Linked DNA regions of Gossypium hirsutum: regions 2 and 3 are each linked to region 1. The links are chromatin contacts, called in public Hi-C maps. All regions are on one chromosome and are shown on one strand. Each heading gives the region's core, a stretch centred on a gene start, on an enhancer-like site or on the middle of the called end of the contact. The rest is flanking DNA. Distances are from core to core; before and after follow the strand shown. Region 1 holds the start of LOC121232292 (U-box domain-containing protein 33). Region 2 holds the start of LOC121232290 (ascorbate transporter, chloroplastic). Region 3 holds the start of LOC107952916 (60S ribosomal protein L36-2).

Region 1 (3,893 bases), core at 443-2,942:
TTTAACTTTCGAGTCAGATGCTTCTTACGGGCATTTATGTGGCCATACACCTCTTTTTTCCATTGTTTAACCTAATCTGTAAACTCAGAATGAACTGTCGACATGTTAGCAGAACCTTTCCAATTACCTTTGACGAAATTTTAAAAAAGTTAGATGCTCGACCTAACCCACTAAAAACCTGAAAAGAAGTCCTTTGGAGGAGTGGTACTCAGGTATTAGTGACAAACATAAAGGTCTATGGTCGGATTTAAGCCGCGGCAAGTGTGTCACCATAAAATTCGAAAAAGAAAAATTTCATGCATCATTGCAGATAGCTCTATCCAAACGCTCAACAATTCCTCCTCTATGCCATGTGAATTGCGAGCCTTTAAAGTTCAAATCATGCAACTGAGTTAATTCCATAAAATCCCCAAATAGAGGACACCTTTTTACCTAAGGTTCACCTTCCTCTCTTTTTACTATAGAAAATAATAGTGTTCAAATCACCAATCGCCGTCCACGAATATTTATCCAATGGAACATTCTATATAAGACCTCCCAAAGATGTCTCCATTTACAGCTATCAGGGCTTTCATAAACAAAGGTGACTAAGAAAGGTTACCTAAAAATATTACCAGATATTTTGGCTATAACAAATTAGGGATGAATTTTGAAAACCTCAATACAAAACAGCTCCCTCCATCCAATTCAAATACTACCTAAAAACCCAATAGCCTCCACACGATGTGAGTATTGAAAACTAAGCTTCGCTATAGTCAAATCTGCTTTCCCACCACTGACCCTATTTTCTAATAGACCAATCAAATCAGGTCTATGTTCACGATTATATTCTCAATAAACACGGAGAAACTTCGAACTGGCACAATCCTGGAAATTCTAAGATATGATAGTAAAACTCATAAATAAAATAAAAAAAGGGAGAGAGAAAGCCAATCGCTAAGAAGTATCATATGCTTTCACACCACTATTTTGGACATCCACCTTAGTAGATGGGGTTTCCACTTGAGCACTAAAGAGCTTAGCCATAGAATTCATAACTTCTAGAAGTGGGACTCGTGGATTGCTAGTGGGTTTAAAACAACCCCATCGTCCACGAATTGTTTTGTTTAACACCCTTCCAGGATAACCATTCCCACCTTTATTCCCAACACTATGCCCTTTAGAAGAAATAGGAGGACTATTGTAGGCCACTACCCCTTCTTTCCCGATTTTTGAGTTGGAATTTGGGTCTCAATTTTCTTTGAATATTACGACAGAATGGCAATTAGGGTCTAGCAATTTAGAATTCAAATTCACCATGGTTTCAATAGGCCCTTCGAACGTAGGGTTGAAGTGTAAAGATGATGCTTTAGTAAAATTATCTGTTTCGGGTCCATGATTGATAGGTTGGTCAAAGTTCACTAATTCCCCCTAGGCATCATCAGCAGTATTAAGGGTTGTAGCATCCAAATGCTGTTTGGTCCCAGCTTGGATTAACCTGCGGTCTAAACCCGATTGTGACCCAGACTTCACCAGGTCCTGCTTAGTAGAACCCGCTCCAAGCCTAGTTCTACTTTTTACCAATGATGGCCTTTTAGATCCATTCTCACTACTTTGGCCCAGTAGCCTTGTACCTGAGCTTACCTTCCCCAACGACTCATATTTTGGCCCCATCTTTTTTCTTTTAGCTCTTTAGAAACTCCCATTGCTGGAACCTAGTTTCTATAATTCCAGGTTGTTCCCTTTCCAATCTCGTCGACTCATTTTCCAACGCAACAAATTTGGAGTCATTCAAGATTTTTGCGTTTTGATTATGGTAGTTTGCCTGATTACGCCTAGATTTACACTTAACGTTCATCTGTGGGACAAACACTTCCTCTGTCGTCATCGGAGCTAACTCATTACCACTAACTCAGAGACTCTCCCTAGACCACCATCAGTGCTCCGACCTGTCAAAGAAGAAGGGCAAAGGGTTTTTAGATGTCCATATTTACCACAGGTAAAACAAATCGCAAGTAGAGCTTCAAATTCTACTCTTTACATTCGACCATTGACTAAAACTTGCAAGGTTAACGATTTTTCCAGGTCAACAAACACCGCCATCCTGGTGAACTAACCCACTCCTCCATTATCTGTTTTAATATCCATTTTGGCCACTTTTTCGACCAAACTTTCGATCTCCTGTAAAACCTGTTTCTTATACAAGAATCCAGGCAATCCCGGAAAACAGATCTAGGCCAGATTCATGCTCAGGAAAGGGCTTCGACAGGTTAAAGTCCACCGTCCACGACTGAACTTTAAAGTAGTGTCCAAACACTATCCATGGTTCTTGGGTCAAAATCGTCTCATAATCATCTTTGTTTTGAAAACGGACCAAATAGTAGTCGTTTCCCACATCCATTAAACGAAAAGGTTGGGAGGGTTTCTAGAGACTGGAAATTTGATTGTAAAGAACTCCATTTCCTATATTGCGCCCCCAACAATTTCACCACATTTTTGGTCTCCATATCCTTAACCTAGATTTTCTTAATTTGTTCAAAGAAGTCGATGGTCAAAATACTGTTGATGGTAGATCTTAGGGTGTCTCCATCTTCAAACTTTAAGTTCATATCAGTAGCACCATCCGAGATCACGGAGGAAGCCAAAGATTCAGTGTTTTGCGCTCCCAACATTTTATCTTTCCAAGAAATTTCACTCGCTAGAGCCGTATCAACCACCATGTTTTCTGCTGAATCATCTCCAACATCTTTGAATTTGACTTTTTTGGTGTTACGGTCCATGTTAAAGCCATCAGCATCACCCATACAATCGTCAGACAAGTTTTTGAAATCGTTTATCGCCGGACAAGAGCTTTTAGTCTCCAATTTTTTAATTTAATTCTTTTGTGCAAAATATTAAGAAATTTTCATTTTAGTTTTGAGAGATCTAGAAATGTCTTCCACTCCAAATTTAGATATCTTTCCTATTATTGTTTATGTTTGTATCAATAAGGATGAAGTAGCATTTTTTTTAATTTCATAATTAAATTAGTGACCTAATTAAAAGTATAAAAAGTACCTAAATATAGTATAAATAGATAAATAAATCCATAACCCGATTAAGACTCGGTAAAGTACTCAAATGTATATATTGTAACGTAGATTTTCGAAAGACTAAGATCACAAATAAATAAATAAACAAACAAAATAGCCAAGCGGCCCCCCTCCCAGTCTACACTTTCCAGACATCTTACGTGGAGCCCAACTGTAATTCGGTGGAAGCTTCTTCTTGAAGGAAATAAATAAAATGAAATGAAAGCGCAAAGCATCAAAAATCAGGAACAGACTTCGAAACTGATCCTCAAAAGGGGGAAAACTGTAATAATTTTTCAGTGATAACGAAAAAGGGTGGCTGCCGATCTTTCAAAATTTTTTTATTTTTATTTTTGTGCATCTAAAGTTAATTTCTCATCCATTTTGCGGTCACTGTCTTGTTTTTATTTAGTTGTCATCGGAACTACAGACAACGACTCCCTTTTACTAAAACACAAAAACCTTACCGTCCTCACCTTCTTCTCTTCATCTTCCCCAAACCCCCCATCGGTTTTAGCTCCTCAGTCATAGATTGGAGGAGAAAGTATATTTTGTATAGATTTTTGGTGAGTTTAGTTGAGAAATTTTCTTTATCTACACTTTATGATTATTTTATTAATTCCAACATGGCTCTGGTGAGTGTTGTGCCTGCAATAACTGAAGGAGTGAACTCGATGAGGTTTTGCGACGTTAGAGCTCCGGGGATCATGTCGAGTCGAAGAGAAATCGTGGAGGAAACGGTGGCGCGTATAATTGAAGAGAAAATCTATGTAGCGGTGGGCAAAGATGTGGATAAATATAAATCCGTTTTGTTCTGGGCTTTACAACATTCAGGAGGAAAAA
Region 2 (3,893 bases), core at 818-3,317, 190 kb after region 1:
CTTGGTTCACTTGGCAACCATCCCCATAACAGGAACAGGCATTAATCTTGGCAGGAACCTTGGAGCAACCATCTTCTATAACAGGAACCATGCTTGGGATGGACATGTAAGTTAAAAATTGTTATAACCCCTTTGACATATAATCTTTTCTTTGATTCGATTCAGATTTGACATAATAGCTTTACATTTCATATTAAAGAAAAAGAATAATAATTGTTCTTTTTGACAGTGGATCTTTTGGATTCGACCCTTCATTGGAGCTGCACTTTACCATTAAATTATCATCCGAGCCATCCCATTCAAGATCAAAGCTTGAAATTATGGTTTATGGCCTGTATCTAATACCATGTGTTTATTGTTTTTGATCCATAGTATCATGTGTTTATTAATGCTATTGATCTTATCAAGGCTTCTGTCTTTGTCATCGACTGTAAATTGCTGGACAATTAGATGCTCATGGTTTAAAACCACCTCAACTAAAGGGAACAAATGTTTTATTCCATTCATATATATATATATATATATTTGTTTCTGCTACAATATTTTATTTTGTGCAATAAAGAATTTGTTTTTTATCTTGCATCCTAGGAGATCACCATCATAAATTATTTTTTTACATCATTTATCTCCATTTTATAATTTATATTTTGAATTTGTGAATATCTCTCTTAACAATATCGTCTCTAAAATTCAAGCCTATGTTCTCTATTGAGAAGACAATGCAAAATGGGATAATATTAGTGTCAGTTGTACGTCCAAATGCAATTGGAAGATTATGCAAGTTGCCATATACGTTGGCATTCTTTTGATCAAAAAAAATAATGGGATTATTCTTATATTATTTTGAGAATTTTGAGAAGCTATTTATTAAATTAAATCATGTTAAATATCAATCAAGGACTCTTTTATAAACTTCATGAGTGATGGTGTTTCTTTAAATAAATAGATGTTCTTATAGAAGTTTATTTTTTTGAAGTTCTTTGAATATTTAATTTTTTATTAAATACTTATTCTATTACAATTCAAGATAGATCATGTTCACACTTATTTAAGAATCACAAGCTTAGAATTATTATTTAAAGAAGTCATGTTTGTTTCATTATATATGATTTTGAGTGACTACTTACCTATTCGCTATTAGGAGCATGATGCAATTATCTTGAAGATAAACCAAGTTTATGTTCCATTTGTGAGTAAGCTTTCAAGACAAAGATTTTAGTTGAGAGAGAGATCTTATATTGATGTATAGGAGAGGTATTGCAACTTAATCAGCAAACTTAAATCACATCTTATACTACATATTAATATTGGATTAGTCTTTAAGAAATAAGTATAAGAAAATATTGTAAACTGCCTAGTGGAAATCATATTTTTCAATTCATGCAAAATCCTCATTTTAAAATAGTGGAAAGGATATTGAGTTACCTTAAAGGTACTATGGACTATGGTGTTAAGTTTAAACCATCTTCAAGGTTGTCTATTGCGAGCTTCACCAATGTCTTTGTCTAAAGTATATAATTACAATAATGTCTAAAGAAACTACAGATGGATTGAATTTATTATTATTATTAATTCTAAACTTACAGCTTTTTACGTAAGTTGAAAACTAATGAAATAAAATCTGTACGAATAAAAAGAAATAAAATTTCACACTAAAAATTAAATATCAACGATCCAGCGCAAATAGATGGAGTGAAAGGTTTGGCTGATTTCCAGCTGTCATGTCAACTCAACTCTGCAAATTATTTTTGCCCATTAATTCCATTTTCCTTCTTCTTCTTCTTTTTTGGTATAACGTTTCCACTTGTAACGATGCGAATATTCCACGCATGATTTTAAAATAAAAACCAATAAATTAATTACTAAAAAGTTTCATCACTTTTCCGGCTTTCTTTTTTGTCGGAACGCAAAATATTTCAGCGATGGCAAGACCTTTCTAGTTAAGCACGGTTGAGATATCGTCATGCTAATTCCCTATAACAGTCATTTTAATCCCTTTTATTTACCATCCATGCCATGTCATTCCAATTATTAATTTCGAATCCCATAGGGGGGTATTTCAGGACCTTTAATCTCTCAAAGGATTATATGCCCACGTGTCGTTCCCTCGACCCTCCTTTGCTTCGGTATATAGAAACCACTGAGATTCTTCCCGCTTTGAAAATAAAATAAAAAACCTCCGCAACAAATTTCTATCGAAGGAAAGGAACAGAAGGATCTGTTTATCCGTTCCAGCGTCAGAGGACGTTGGTACTAAGAGCTAAAAGCGGTGTCGTGTCATAGATTTGAACTGAAATGGTATAATTACTAGTTAGTTCTCTAAAGTCGAGCTCTTTCACTATAATACTTGCATTTCACCAATGGCTATCGGCGGTCTGATTTCCAACCGGAGTTTCGGTTCTTTTATCGGTTCAGGTATTTTGTTTTACTTCCTTTAATGAATAGCAATCCTGTGTGGAGATGATTTCAAGGTTTCTTTTAGCTTAATATTTATCTGCTTTTTTTTTTCTTTGGGATTAATACTTGCATTTTCCTCCAATTTATTTGCTCCTGGTTACATTTTGTTTTTTTTGTCTTCAGTTTAGTCTCTTTGGATTCGAAGTATACTTTGAAGTGGATGAGAGTAAGTTAGATCCGTGGAATCATTGAAGTTTGAAAAAGTTTAGATGGAAATTTGATTGCATGCAATATTCTTATTTTATTTTGTATTGCGAAGCTGAAGTTTGGAGATGATAAATGATGTTGCTATTAGATTGAATTGATAACTTTGTTTTATTGCTGAATTTGGTGATTTAACTGATAAATGGTGTCAACCAATTGATGGATGAGAAAAGGATAATTTCAGGTTTTTAATACTTATTATCCTTCAGTAAAATCCTTTAGGATTGTTTTGCAAAACTGGAAGATTCCTGATTTGGGATTTTGATTGGTTAAAAGTTTTGATGGGTATGATGTCGGTGTGGACTGTGGGGTAAAAGTTCTTTACTGGTCATAAGCTTTGGGGAATTCGCCTTGTCTTTCCAGGTCCCCTAGGCCTGTATTTTATACAGCATCTTGGATTTTTATTGTTTTTTTCCTTCCATTTAGAGATTTCTTCTTTAGGTTCATTGCATATTTTGGCAATTCCCATGATAAATTAGCACACAAATGAAGGTTCCCTTGCATCACGAATATCTCTATAATTTGTAGTTTAACTATGACAATGGCAGGTAAAGTATGTCAAGGGGAACAAGCCATTTTGCTTCACAAGGGAGAGAGATCAGGCATTGCTGTTCTGCATGGTAACATGTTTTACCGAAAGTTATGGAGTCAAACAGAAAATGGTTTTTTATCTGGATACACATGCGGCCGATATCTAAGGAGTACTGTTCATTTAGATGAAAACACTTTGAAACCTCTATCAGTTTCACCTAATGGCAGACAACTTATTTCTTCAGTGTCATTGTGCCACTGTAAGAAGACTCACAAAGTTTCCCCACGACAAAGAAGTAGAGGAAGTTTTGGATACTATTCTTTTTCAAGTCCAGTGCCTGGAGGTTGCCTTGAGCCAAGTGACAAGGATGGGATAGGAAAAAACAGTACTTCTGCTTACTATAAATCTGAGGAGTATGACATAACCGAAGCAAAGGTGGACTCTTTTCCATCTCCAGATGGAACAAACGAAGCTATTCTAGTTGGAGGAGACATGCAGGAAGCAGTCCCGTTGTGGCAGGATTTTCCAAAGCGCTGGGTTATTGTGCTGCTATGTTTTGCAGCCTTCCTATTATGCAATATGGATCGTGTGAGTAGTTTTCTTCATGAACAACAGCACTGTAATACCTCTTTACTTGCATGCTGAGTGAGCTGCTTGCTATATATGCCTTTTGCAGGTTAACATGAGCATTGCTATACTC
Region 3 (3,893 bases), core at 400-2,899, 140 kb before region 1:
ACAGTGATTAGTTAGAATATTTACAGGCTTAGTTATAAGAAAATAAGGATTAGGACCAAAAGAAAAGTACCCTGAGTAGTCCGGACCTAGCAATCTATAGGCTTTCAAGATATTTCAACATAGGCAAATGGTTGGGAATTTGGGATCCCATAGCACATTTCTCAATTTCAAGAGTTTTAACCCTCCAACAGGATCATTTTAAAACTGCATAAAACTTGAAAAGCTAAACAAAATATAAAACAAACCAAATTATCTACTCAGTTTGAGAAATGATAACATCATTTGGCACTCAATGTTAATCAGATATGACAGATTCCACTAAGTATATCAACTTGGATCCTAGGATAAATTAATGCAGACATTTCCAGTACAATGGCAGGAGGCTAAAAAGGATCAAACCAGATGGTTGAAATTCAGCACCATCTTAAAAGTATGTCTCAATCAAATTTCTCAGTTTCACAGACTAGTAACTGCGTAGTACTAGTAGGGACAAATACTTTCTCAAAAACAAACTCGAGTGAAGTTTCAACTTAGTTTCAGAGAAAAAAAAAAAGAAGACTTGGAATATGAGCTTCAGATTTTAATCTTGGAACCAGTGAAAATGTGTTAACCAAATCATTCAGGAAAACAATGCCTAAAATTTTCAAATCCCAGAACGTCTAATCACTTATTGTTCGTTTTATCGAAACCAAAAAAGGAACAGAGCCCCAACTTCATGCTATTTACATACGTTATAAATTTCAACATCAAACAAGATCAGGGAAAGAAGGAAATAACACATTTCCTACACAAACAAAATAAAACATAGGCAGCGGATGTAGCAGTTTCAGCGTATTTTCTCACCTACCGAACAGCCCTAACAGAAAATCACCTAAAAGAACTCGAAGCTGCAAAAAATAGAAAAACAGGCATTAGCTTCTGAAACTCGGTAAAGATCTTAAGTTTCAATTTAGGCTTAGAACAAAGAAGGGCGGCCAACCTTCCCGACCGTGCCAGGGGAAAATAGATAGGGTTCTGCATGATATGCTTATTTATAGGTGGTAAATCGGGTCGAGGCTTTTTTGGGTCCATTAACCCTATCGTTAAAAACTTAACTTAATTGGGTCCACGTTGAACCCAAAGTTAAAGAAGAAAGAGGTTTCCAATTATTAGGCTCATGACCTGAAGACCCAAAAGACCAATAAGCAGACCGGTCTAATTTTTTAGGCTCTCTGTTTCAAATTCTGCATTTTCTTTCTTATAATCCACGATTTTCATTAAAGTTACCAATAAAGTTACCATATAGAGAATATATGAAAACTTTGAGTTTTGGGTTAGTTTTTTTAATTTTAAAATATTTTTTTAAATTATGTTTAAAGTGACTCCTAATTTTTAAATTAAATTTTAAATAGGATTTTTTTTACCATTAATAATAATATTTAAAATAATAAAAAATTTTAAACATCATATATTCAATCATAATTAAAATTTAAAACTAAAATCTCTAACATATAATTGCATGCAACATTAAGGTATAACATCTTTTTTTTTTAAATAACTTATATAAATAATAAGTTGGTGCTTCGCATTGATAAAGAAAACTAATTAACATATAATATCATATACTCATTCTGCATCAAATATTGTACCTCTAAAGAACTCGAGTCTTCCTTTATGGAGTATAATGTGACTTAACATTGTCTGATGTAACTATGACTGCACAGATGAACACAGAGGCCGCTCGAGTGAGTCCATCGGTTTATCAATGCCGTTATGTTGTTCAAAACTGGATAGGATTCATAGGTGTCTGTTCACAGCTGGTTGGGTTGGGTTGAAGGTTTGGACTTTTGGGGTAGTTCATGATTCAATTCATTGGTTTTGCAGGAAGAAATTTGGATGCAATGCTAATTGTAAACACAAAAAGGTGTTTATGTAAAAGAACATTGAACATCACACAATCAGCAGTAGTGGAAAAGGGTTATTTGATAGCCCCACATGGTTTGACAGAGGATAGTGGATAGCCAGTTCCAGGACGCACAATTCTGGTGTGCAGAGGAAAGGAGTGTGCCCTCAAATTGGGAAGGAATCCCTTGCCTCATAAAAAATACATCACTCTCCTAATAATAATAAAACTCACAAGCCAGCAATGGCTATCAACTCTAGAGTTTTTCATCTTCTGAACTAAACTTTCTCAAATTACTTCAGTTTTCACAAATTAAAACATGAGAAAATAAAGTCTACCGTCTTTTCATACACAACTAGAGTTTCTCAGATTACTTTCAACTACCATTTTCACAAATTTTGAAATTATGGACTAAAACAAGCTAAAAGGAAGTGATTCTGACCCACTAATTCATTTCAAATATAAAAAGAAGCTTGAGATACCCGGAATTCCATTCAAACATCACTCAATGAACCACTCCTTACTATGAAACGCCTCAAGGGTTTTGTTGGAGAAGAAGTTGAGGAAGATGATCTGAAAGCTTCAACCTTATCCTTGCATTTGGTGTTGTCTCCTTTATTCTCTTCCAAACACTTCTCCATGGCCTCAGAATTGGCTTGCGACAATCTCTTCTTCTCTGTCACATTCACACCACCACTCGCCGCATTCACCTCTTTCTCTTTATCCATTGCCTCAATAAATTTCACAAACTCAACTAAAACCCACAAATAATTTCCATGAGAAATTAAACAAGGCAAAAGACGATAAAAGAAAAGAGATACTGGGTTTCATTGTTTCAATAGTTTGGTTAGGATAGAAAAAGCATGTTTTCGAGAGGAAACAAAAATCAAAAAGAGAGAAGATATAGTTAGCAAGATAAAAAAACATGGTTTCGTCTGATATTAACTAAAAAACTAATGAGAAATACATCTAAAGCAATAAGAACATAAGGGTAAAAATGAAAAAGTGGGAACTTTGAACTTACTCAGATAAAGCTAAATGATGGGAGTAGTGAAGTTTTGCAGATGAAGAGAGCGTTGGAGCAAAGCTTTGTTTTAAAGAGAGATGGAGCAAGAATTAGGACTTACAGAGAAAGGTGTTGGAATATTTTCTTGAAATAGTCGTTATATAAAACACACATAGATATTTCATATTTAGTCGGAGCAATACTCGTTATATTATCTTGGTTAAATTCTGCTGTTAGTCCTGTGCTTTGTAAAATTTATGAATTTGATTTTTATATTTTAATTTAGTATTTTTAGTCCTTGTACATTTAAAACTGAATTTAATTGTTACTTTTTAAATTAGCATTAAAGTTTTAAATTTTAAAAAATACAGAAACTAAAACTAATTAAATTAAAATATAAATATTAATTATTTTAATTCTAGTTAAATAAAAATTAAAAATAAAATTTTAATAAATAGAAAAAGGAGATTATAAATTAATTTAAAAATGTATTAAAAAATTATAAATGTAATTAAAAAGAAAGAAAAGGAAGACATGACTTTGTAATTGTGGTATGTATATAATTCCCATAAACTGAAATGAAAATTGTGCTCTCAAATGGGGTTAAGTAGATGCAGATAGGGTCAATAGGATAGTTTGGAAAAAAAAATGTAATAATATTTATTTAAGTCTTTACCTACCAGTTTAGCATTTGGATTGTGTGAATCATAAAATAATGTTAATGTACGTGAATGTGTGTGTTAGTGGGTCGAGAAATTAGTCGGGATCAAAGATATTATAATATACTCTAATAAATTTAAAATATCATATTATATATTATATTAGGAATTAATTGTGTTTAAAATTTAAATTTAATACAAAATATAAATATTTCTATCATATTTGAGATTATCTAATTTTAAACTATTTTAGAAATATAAATATACAAATATTTATTTGATTTTGGTACGCGAGTACGAGAATTGGGATGTTTGGTTAATGAAAACTTAAATGGCAGACTCTCTT

What was found. Hi-C and Micro-C count contacts between places; a contact is called where the count stands out from the background.
Region 2: a contact with region 1 is called in a Hi-C map of leaf, with 4 times the contacts expected there. The contact joins the promoter of LOC121232290 here to the promoter of LOC121232292 in region 1. A contact is called at or near these places in 4 of 34 Hi-C or Micro-C datasets (leaf, petal and seedling).
Region 3: a contact with region 1 is called in a Hi-C map of leaf, with 6 times the contacts expected there. The contact joins the promoter of LOC107952916 here to the promoter of LOC121232292 in region 1. A contact is called at or near these places in 18 of 34 Hi-C or Micro-C datasets (anther, callus, fibers and 3 more).

Annotation. Positions count from the first base shown.
Region 1 is chrA07:33,189,274-33,193,166 of Gossypium_hirsutum_v2.1, reverse strand. LOC121232292 (U-box domain-containing protein 33) reads left to right here and starts at 1,692. Exons shown (of 10, transcript XM_041117997.1): 1 at 1,692-1,978; 2 at 2,065-3,893. The coding sequence starts at 3,677.
Region 2 is chrA07:32,995,715-32,999,607 of Gossypium_hirsutum_v2.1, reverse strand. It overlaps LOC121232290 (ascorbate transporter, chloroplastic), which reads left to right and starts at 2,067. Exons shown (of 11, transcript XM_041117994.1): 1 at 2,067-2,415; 2 at 3,210-3,781; 3 at 3,870-3,893. The coding sequence starts at 2,361.
Region 3 is chrA07:33,324,706-33,328,598 of Gossypium_hirsutum_v2.1, reverse strand. It overlaps LOC107952916 (60S ribosomal protein L36-2), which reads right to left and starts at 1,649. Exons shown (of 5, transcript XM_041118001.1): 1 at 1,629-1,649; 2 at 844-887.